Regions from separate parts of the Sus scrofa genome. Here region 2 is linked to region 1. The links are chromatin contacts, called in public Hi-C maps. All regions are on one chromosome and are shown on one strand. The core of a region is the stretch at or near the end of the contact, and the rest is flanking DNA. Distances in the headings are between cores, read along the strand shown. Region 1 holds the start of CD99L2 (CD99 antigen-like protein 2). Region 2 holds the start of HMGB3 (high mobility group protein B3).

What was found. Hi-C and Micro-C count contacts between places; a contact is called where the count stands out from the background.
Region 2: a contact with region 1 is called in a Hi-C map of embryonic fibroblasts, with 2.0 times the contacts expected there. The contact joins the promoter of HMGB3 here to the promoter of CD99L2 in region 1. A contact is called at or near these places in 1 of 5 promoter capture datasets (liver) and 4 of 47 Hi-C or Micro-C datasets (brain, embryonic fibroblasts, fetal heart ventricle and 1 more).

Annotation. Positions count from the first base shown.
Region 1 is chrX:122,534,711-122,539,477 of Sscrofa11.1, reverse strand. CD99L2 (CD99 antigen-like protein 2) reads left to right here and starts at 3,489. Exons shown (of 10, transcript XM_003135467.4): 1 at 3,489-3,760. The coding sequence starts at 3,694.
Region 2 is chrX:122,590,081-122,595,003 of Sscrofa11.1, reverse strand. HMGB3 (high mobility group protein B3) reads right to left here and starts at 3,591. Exons shown (of 5, transcript XM_021080121.1): 1 at 3,386-3,591. The coding sequence starts at 3,407.

The DNA.
Region 1 (4,767 bases), core at 2,240-4,739:
GGGCCCACAGTGCCCTGCACTCCCTTCTCTGAACGCCTGTGTCCCCTGGAACTATGACGGCTTGTCTTCTGTCTCGTCCCCACCGGGCGCCGTGGACATCCTTTGCTCCCGGCCCAGAGAACAGGCCAGGCCCCCCAGCCAGCCCCTCCTTCGTATGGCCACTGCTGCCTCCACCACGCGCACACCCTGAATCCAAACGCTTCTCTGCAGCCCGGGGCTCCCAGCTTCTCCTCCCAGAAGATGCCAGTGGCCGCTCCTGTGCACCACCTTCCATGCCTCTCACTTCCCCTCCCTTTGTGCCGCTGAATGCTTAAAACTCGCCCGCTGCTTCCCAGTGTTTTCAGGATCCAAGCTCCACTCATGAGCATGGCATTCGAGGCTCAGCCTGACCCCGCCTCCCTAGAACATCCCAGAGAGGAGAGAACTCCGACGGTGGCGAGGAGGAGGCTGAGGGATAGTCTGCTTACCGTGCAAAAAAATAAGAGAGGAAACATTGTTCTAGAATCCACTTTCGGGCTTCTGTCTACCTATGCGGTGTGTTCCAGAAAATCCCGATGTTTCAGGAGCCTGGGTTCAAATGCTCATTTGTGGGCCTCTGCTTCCCTTCTAGCCCTCTGGATGGCCTAAATCTTGCCAGTACGGCCAGGGGTTCCCAGACATGTGAATGTCACTGGTGAGTAGGTGTCCTTATTTAAATTTGGGGACAGGCAGGATTGCCAGCTTTTCATTTTGCAAAGTAAGCACATTAAACAAAACACTGCCATCTTTTCATAAAACAAAGGACTTTTGTGTACCCCCCCCCCAAACGTCCAGGACTTCATAATAAAGGTCTGTACCCTAGCTTTATGGGGAAAAACTTGCCGCAACAACAACCGCCTCCTTTTCTTCCTTCGCCCGCCAGGAGGCTGGTAAAGACCCACCCCTGCTGTCAGGCATCTGGACGCGGGTTGTAGCTCCCGGTGCACCCCTTCCCAGAAGCTGCCTTCCTGGTGCTGTGCTGGGTGGTTTGGACTCTTAACTGGCCCAGAAAGTGGGGAGCTGGGCCGGTGGGGAGAGTGCTGGTCCCCTGCCCGTCCACTCTGGAGCCGACATGCCCGCAAATGACTTTGGTTTGAGGGGTGAGGGCACGGGGCTGGGGGAGAAGAGGAAGCAGATGGAAGGGTTGCTGAAGCCAGGAACATGGGCTGAGCTGCCCTGGGTCCTCAGGCCAAAGGGTGACCCTGAATCGGGCAAGGTCTTTGTCCCTGCCCCTGCCCTCTGGTGGACTCCCTCTCCATCAGTTCCCCCCCCCGCCCCCTGGCACCCCGCTGCCCCCACCCTCCTGGAAATTCCCAAACAGCTGTCACCTCCCTATCATGAGTGCAGAGTTCCTGTTCTCTCGCCCGAGTGCCACAAACCCTTCCTTGCAAGGTCCTTGGGCCACCGGCTGGGTCTAATTTTGGCCATGGGTGACGGAGGCCCCCTTGGGGGACCTTGCAAGGAGGGGTTTGTGGCACAGAGAGAGGGAGGTGACGGCTCTTTGGGAAGTTCCAGGGATGTGGTGTGTAGGGCGGGTGGGGGCAGCAGGGCGGGGACTGACGGAAGACCAGGCTCGCCCTCAGAAGCCGACTTCACTCAGATCAGCGAGAGCCCTCCCAGCTCCCTCTGCGCCGCTCCTGTGCCACCAGACCGGCCTGGCGGCCGTTTGCCCACACCACGCTTCTCTGCCTGGCTCAGTGCCCAGGAAAGGTGGGCGTCTCAGGGGAGATGCTTATCAGGCCAAATGGTTTTCCAGCTGGTGACAGTTTTCAGGCTATGAGAAGTTCAGGGAGGGGCGGGGGGGAGCAGGAGGGTGAGGATATGGGGCCCAGGCAGGCCTGGCCGGGAGTCGGTCCCGGCACCCACGATCAGGGGCAGTGGGGAGTGTAGGACTGCCACCCCGTCTGGCTCTGAAGCACATGTTCTTAGCTATTCACCTGCTGGCGGTGGGGGGGCGGGAGGTGGGGGCCCCTGCCACCTTTGACCCCATGAGTTGGGACTTTGACAAGATGGGACTGGAGTTTAACTCTCCAATCTCGAGGAAGCTCCATTTTGCTCCTTTTCCCTCATTAATTATTGAGGTGATACATGAAGGTGTTGCAGGAATAAAAAGTATCAAAAGCCCAGAATATACCATGTACACGTGTGTGTCCAATAACTAGCAGCTATCTGTCAATGCTCCCATAAGAATACTCTGCTAAGGATCATAGAATAAGCACCCGCTCACTCATGAGTTTTGTTTTTGCAGCCCCAAGATTCAGAGTGATGGACAGAAGTCACAGAGGTCTCCACGTTAGGGAGACCTCTGCCCCCTACCATGGCTCTGGGAGTGGCCGAAGCCACCGCATGGGGGAGGTTTCTGGAAGTGCGGGACCGGTGGGGGACACAAGAAGCCAACAGAAGGGACACTGCGGGGGGGGGGTGGTAGAAGCCCCCTCTAAGGAGGATGTGGCTCACGAATAATGGGAGGGCCAGGCTCGACGCCACCGCTCCGACACTCCGGGGAGCAGTGGCGCTTTCTCTTTGTCCTCGAAAGCCTGCTGCAGCCGGCACCCTTCTCAAGAGCGTTCACGTCAAAGGCTGCAGCGGGCACGTCGCTGTTGCAGGCAGTGTCGGAATGTGATTTCGCCGGGTCCCAGAGTTGGACTGGGTTTGAGCGGATTCATGGCAAAGGGCTGCAGCGCGTGCGGCCGTCACTGAGCACATTCGCAGATCGACTCTGCAGATGTGAACTCGCGCTTTCAGCGCAGTCATCAAAGCCTCGGGGGAGCTGACTCGGTCCCTCCCCGCTAGTCCCCAGGCGCTCCGGCTCCAGGCCGCCCCCCGCCCTTCCTCCCTCTCTGCTGCAACCCCCCACCCCCACCCCCACCCCGCGCCCAGGGCTCAGACTCATTTCCTCCAGACGTGCCGCTGTCTGCTAACCTGGCCGCGAAAACGGCCCTTTCCTTTAATTTCTGGACAGGGTCCCACTGCAGGATCAGCCAAGTGGGAGGCAGCCGGCGCTTCTGACAAGCAAACTCGGCCGTGGCGACGCGAGCAGGAGCGCGGCTGCTCGGTCCCGAAGTCGCAGCTGGAGGGACCCCCTAGGGAAAAGCCCTTAACCCGCAGCACACCAAGGCCAGAAGGGGAAAAGCCCTGTCCAAGGTCACCCGGCTGGCAGAACACACTGGGCACGTGCGCCGCCTCGGGTCTGGGTGGGGAAGTCTGGCGCGCGGGGTGGAAATCACCGCACACCCTCGCCGCCGGCGCTTCCAGCACCAGAGCCACTGTCAACTCACGGCTCCCAGCCCGCAGGGCCCACCCCCGAGACTTCCTTCTCGAGGGCCGGGTGTGAAAGGGGCCGCCGGCCGCGTGCGGGGCCCAGCCCCGCCCATCGCGCAGAGGCCCCGCCCCCGAGACTGCAGGCTCGCCCCGCCCCTCGCGCCGCAGCCGCAGGCCCCGCCCCACCTCCCCTGGTCCCCGGCGGGCGCGCCCCTGCGCCGGCGTCGGTGCGCGCCCCTCCTCCGCCCTGCCGGGGCCGCGCCGCGCGCGCCGGCTCTGGGCGGGGCCCTGCAGTGGCAGCCGGCTGCTCCCCCCGCCGCTCCGCCTCCTCCTTCCCGGGTCCTCCCCGATTTCCCCCTCGGGCGCTCTCGCGCTAACTCTGCTCTCCTGGGCCCCGTCCGCCCGCTCCCAGCCATGGTGGCCTGGCGCTCAGCGTTCCTCATCTGCCTCGCTTTCTCCTTGGCCACTCTGGTCCAGAGAGGTAAGGCGGGCGGGGGGCGGGCGGGGACCCCACCCTGTTGGCCCGCGAGGCGGGGGCCCGGCGCCGGGTGGGCCCGGTGGTGCGCATGAGCGGCCCGGCCCCCACCCGAGGGCCTGCGGCGGACGCAGCCGACTGGCAGGCGGGCGGTGCGGGACGGTGGGGCGGGGGGGGGGGTGCTGACACCGTCGCGATCCTTGTGGCTGATGGGGAGGGACCGGGACCCCAGCCGATGCTGGGCTAGAGACAGCGGGGTAGTCCCCTCTTAGGATCTGTCACCGGGAGATTGCCTTTGGGAAAAACCTTGAAGAGAGCCCTCATTCCCTCGAGCAGGGCCTCTCCAAATGCGCTTCGAGGCCACCAGCCGCAGAAGCACCTGGGGAGCTTCCTGGGCGCGCTCCTCCTCTGTGTGGGTCTAGGCGGGGAGGGGGGGCGGTGGACGCGAAACGGCGATGTGTAAGTGACCAGCTCTCCAGGTGCTTCTGGTGCCCACCCCAGTTTTTGAGCCATGCGTGATATTTTGCCCCCGAGGAGGAGGGAGAAATTCTACCAAATCAAGGAAGCAAGTCTCTTAGACCTTTGCTGCTCAGAGTGTGGTCCAGGGCCCCGCAGCGGCATCACCTGGAACTTGTTAGGGAGGCGGCATGTCGGCCCCGCCCCTGACCTACTGAGTCCGAGTCTGCATTTTAACTAGATCCCAGGGTAATTCGCAGGCGCGTTCAAGTTTGCGAAGCAGCTTAGAATTAATGCAGTCTGTGGTTAAAAATAGGGTCGCCAAGGAGTTCTAGCAGAATCTTCTTACACTTAACTTACATCTCATGTCCACATCAGAAAAAGGCGTTGAGGAGAACACCGCAGTTGAGCACAGAATTGTGCTCCGAGCTTCTTGATACAAAGGCAGATTCACCTGGTGAAAAACATATGCGCTCAGCAAAAACAAAACTGTATCCTGCGACTGCCTTCCAGTGAGGATTCTGTACCCAAGGCAGTTTTGCAAAAAGATGCAGAAA
Region 2 (4,923 bases), core at 2,342-4,841, 55 kb before region 1:
CTGAGAGCGATCAAGTTCTGCGAATGGAACCAACCCAAGTGGGGTGGCTCAGAGCTACATTCAGAACGAAGACGATTTGGAAACTACAATCACAGGGTGGGAAGGGCACGGGGAGGACACATTCGTAAGAGGTGCAGGAGCTTGGAAAACCAACAGCTTAAGGCGCACTGGTCATCTGTTTTATTCCTACGCCAGAGACAAAAATACTGTCACCACTGCCAAACACAAGATCAAAGCAGGAGAACTCTAAATAGGGGACATTTGAAATTTCACTACTGCTGATGCCTTCTAGCTTAGAAAATGGCTTTTAGGAGAAGGGTGATCTGGCAAGTGAGCAGCTCTCCCCTGTGCGATGAGTTCAAACCTGTCACTTCATCATTACCTAAAGGGGGAGGGGACACCAAAAGGGCCAGTCTTGCTCATCGGTAAAGCGGAACGCATGTCCAGCCAGGAATACTTTCTCCAAAGTTTCCAAATAAAAATGCAGCTGTGGCGTGTCATCGTCCCTGTCCCACCCCCCCTGCTTCCCGCCATCTTTTCCTTTTCCCACACCCAAGGTCACCATGCAAAACTAAAGCGCTCCCCTTCGCAGGGACCGACAGAGGGGCTGCCTTAGGGCCCCGCAGCGGCTGCGCCGGTGCGGCGGGACGAGTCGCGGGGGAGCCCGAGGCTGGCGCGGGCGGCCGGGCTCGGCCCCGTGCCGGGTCACCCGGACACACATAATTCACCTTCCATTTTGTCAAAAGCTTCCTGATGAAAGAAAGTGCCCCTGAAATCCGCCGCTGCCACCCCCGGGGGGCCAGCGGGGCCGGGGGCGGCGGCGGCAGCGGCGCGCCGGGGGCGCGGAGCCGGGCGGGCAGCGCGGCGGCGGCGACCGTGGCGCCCGCCGTGCCTCCGAGCCCCGCTCGCTAAAATGGCTGATCCGCGCGCGGCCGGCGCGGGCGGCGGCGGCGGCGAACAAAGCGGTCCGGGCCCCGCCGCCACCGCCACCGCCGCCGCCGCCGCCGCCGCCGCCCGCTCGCCAGCCCCCACCCCGCCCCACCCCGCCCGGGGCTGCGGGGGCCGCGGGCCGGACCTCACCCCCCCCCGCCGGCGCGGGGCGCACTCCTCGGGATAACAAAGGCGCCCGTGCGGCCATGACGCTCGGCCGCGCCGGGGCCCGCGGCGGCGCCCCCGGCCCTCCAAGCCGCCGGCCCCAGGCCGCGGGCGCCGGGGCCGAGGCCGGAGCCCGCCCAGGAGCCCTCGCCCGCCCGGCCGCCCTCCGCTCGCCGGAGCCCAGCACCGCGCCAGCCATGTTCGCGGCGGCGGCGGCGGCGGTGCCCGGCGGGCAGGCGACGAGCGGGGGGCGGCCGGCCCGCGCCCTCCCCCCCGGGCCGCCGGGCGCTCCCGCGACGGCCATGTTAATGCAGAAGCAGCAGTGCAGCCCGCGGGTCCGCGCGGCGCCCGCCGCGCCCGGGAGCGAAGTTTGCCTGCGCCGCAGCCCCCGGCAGGCAGCGGCTGGCCGCCCCCCGCGGAGCGCGTCCCGGGCCGGGGAGCGCCGGCCCCCTTCCCAAGGCCGCCGCCCGGCGCCGGGACGCGCGCCGCCCGAGCCGCAGCCGCCCCTCGGCTCGGGCCGCCGCTGCCGCTGCCGCCGCAGCTGCCCGAACATCTGGCTTCAGGGGGCCGGGGTCCCCGGGCCGCTGCCCCGGGGGGCGTCGGCCGAGGGTGGCTCCGCCGAGGGAGCCCAGCCCCGACAGCGGGGAGCTCGGGTTGAAGCACAGAAAAGTTGAAACACCTGAATTGCTTCTGCCTTCCCGCACCTAGCGAGAGGGAAGGCGAAGGGGGCGGGAAGGGCGCGGGGAGCAGAGGCAGGGGGCGGCGGCAGCGGAGCGCGCTCGCGGCGGCGCGAGCCGGAAAGTTGTGCGGTCGCGGCGGCGGCGGCGGCGGCGGCGGCGGCAGCGGCCGGGCGGGCGGGCAGGCGGGCGGTGCGAAACGTACCTGTATTGTTCGCTAGTCTGGGCAGCGCAGGGCACGACGCGCGGCTCAGCGCTCCACAGCCTCGCGCTAGCTGCCTTCACGAGAGCCGCCTGATTGGCCAGCGGGCTCCGCCGTTTAAAACAGCCTCCTCGCCCGGCCATTGGCTGCGGGCCTCATGAATATTAAGCAGGCGCGGGCGCCCATTGGGCGCAGCCGCTAGGATCATTCATTCAAACAGAACGACCCGCCGGTGCTGGCTTCCGAGGCAAAACAGAGGAATAATAATAATCTCGCTTTCCCACCTCCCCCCGCACCCCCTTCTTCGAACCGACCTGGGATCTCAAAGGACTTAGTAGAGCTGGCCCCGCCATTCCCAGCGGCCTCAGCCTCTGATGTTTGGAGGGCGAGGTCGAGCCCGGCTGCGCCGCCCTCTGTTCCCTCTGCGCCGCGGCCTGTGCGCCCCCACCCCCGACCCCTGGCCCCCAGGCAGCCCCCTTGCCCCGGGACGCCTCCGGGGACCAACCGCGAGGGTCGACGGTCCTCCACCTCTGCCGAGTTCCGCCGTGACTCCGCCGCAGGGGCCTGGCGGCAGCTCGCTCTTGTATGCTAGGCGGAAGGCGGCTACTAGCTCACTGAGACCTCGGGGGTTTTGGCATTCTCACCCCGCTGCCCCCGCCCCGAAAGGACCTGACTCTGCTCCCGCGGATCGTGCTCGACTAGGCCCTTTCCACTAATTGCCGGAAAGTCAATTTGTGCCGTAACTGCAGAAACAGCGAGCTAGGTGGGCTAGAGGAGGAAAAAGAGTTTGGCGAAAGAAGAGAAATCGTGAGAAGTGGTAGTTTTACGGGCAGGGAGTCCCCTCTTCACTGCTTCACTTCAGGCCCGCGTTCCCTTTGCTCTTCGGACACACACCCTGTTGAAGAATAAAAGTTCTGGGAACGAGTGAAGGGGATTTGACTCGGCCTTGGCTTTGTCACTGGGTGGTATGGCCATGAGCAAGTCACTCTGCGGGGGGGGGGGGGGGGCAACGCTTTTCAAAGTGTGGGAGGGTGGGGGCGGGAGCAGTATCACCTCTAAGGGATGTTTGAACCTCCTGGGCAAGCCTGAGCCCCAGCAGCTGGCACTGCGGGGCTCTCAATAGGGATCCGATTGTGACTAAAGGGCAAAGATACTGTTGCTTTTGACAAGAGCTACAGTATCAAGTCACTTTCCCGGGTCTCCGGCTTACAGACTCCCAGGAGTGCAGACTTGTTAAGGCTCCCCGGTCTAAACACCTGTCCTGTTAGAGCCAGCCGAGCGGCTGCCTACCTTCAGCTCACATACACTCCACTCATCGTGAGCTTACCACCTCCCTTTTGGGCTCTCTTCTCCATCTGGGGCTATCTCTGAGCCGTGGGGTCACCATCCTACACACATTTCAATCCCTCACCCTTCAGATATTTCCTTGGCATGTCAGGTCTCTTCGAAGGGCAGACAGCTCCAGCTTCTTCTCCAACCAGGTTCTCAGGGTCCAACCTGCCCAAGCCGCTCCCTCCTCTTCTGTTTCTGTCCTTCCCAGAGAGGAGCAGGGCCTCCACGTGTGACCAGTACCTCCCCTCTGTTGGGTGCCCTAGCCTCCCAGTGCAGTCAGGCTGTTCTAGGCTAGAAATGAGAGGTGGGTGGGGGGGTCTCAAGGGGAACTGGAGTCTCCTCCCGGTCCAGCCACTGCCTGAGGTCCTGGCCATAGTGGGAAACTGCCGTTAGCAGTTGGCCGGCACCAAGTTGTGGGAAGCAGGGTGGCCAGTCTCAAAGGCCACCAGGCACTACTTGGTGGGCCCCTGAGTGGATGGTGAGGCACACACGCACAAGCACAGCGAAGTCCCAAGCAGCACATGTACACACTCACACCGGGGCACGCCCAGGGCATTCCCGGAGGCAGCAGCTTGAAAGCCAAACCTCAAGACCCCCTCTTGCCCGCCCGCTGCCAGAGCCCTCCCTTTGGTCTCCTGGGAACTTACTTCGAATGACGAAAGGCTTCTTACTCTTCGGAGGGAGTGTTTCCATGCCTGCTCCCGAGAGAGCCTTTCTTCCTAATCAAGCGGAGGCTCTCAGCCTGAACTTAAACCTGCGGTCCCAGTCATCAGAACCTCACAGAAAGTAACTATGACATCGCCGAGCTGTGTCAGAGACCTGCAGGTGGTTGCCATGGCTCCCTGATCTGCCTGTACCCCCCTCCCCCCCTCCCTGCCAACAGACAGATCAGGCCCCCCCCCCCCCCCCCCGGCAACAGACAGATCAGCCCAGGCATCCATGTCTCTCTCAGGCCCAGTCTCCCCAAGTCTTCCATCCCTTCCCCTGGGGCCTCCGCACACACAGCCAGGCGGTGCCTGGCAGGGTCCCACCTCGGGAGACACCCTCCTCATTCAATCCCATGTACACATATTGAGTGTCTCATACGAAAGGAGGGAGATGAGGTGAACTGGGGGTGGAACTGCAGGGCAGTGGCTTCAGGCTCTGTCACTGACTTCGTGCTGGGCCTCCTGCCATGTCACCTCACCTCTCCCAGCCTCCGTGTCATCTCTCAAAGGCGACTCGCCGTGCCATGGCCTGGACTCGGGGGGTTCCCAGGCAGGTGGCTCCTTCCGTCTGGAGCCAAGTTCCGTCCCTGGAAAGTACGTTAACCACATCAGGCCGCCGTGAGGCCAGCCTCATCCACACAGGGGCACCCCGGAGCAGAGTCCCCACAAGCCACGTCACTGTCTGGAGAGGTTAGGAAAACATGGAAAGTAAGGAGGAAATGTGACAGAGTGTGACAAAGAGCTTTTCCGTTCCTGTCAGTTCAAGACCCCTCCCCCAGCGATTAAGGGGAATCCTCGTCATTAAACAAAATGAAATGCTGGGCTCTTCCACCTCAACCTAACTTGTCCCCACCCCGGGTCTCCTTTTGAGCACCTAGGGCTTAAAGGTGACATCCCCAAGGCCCACCCA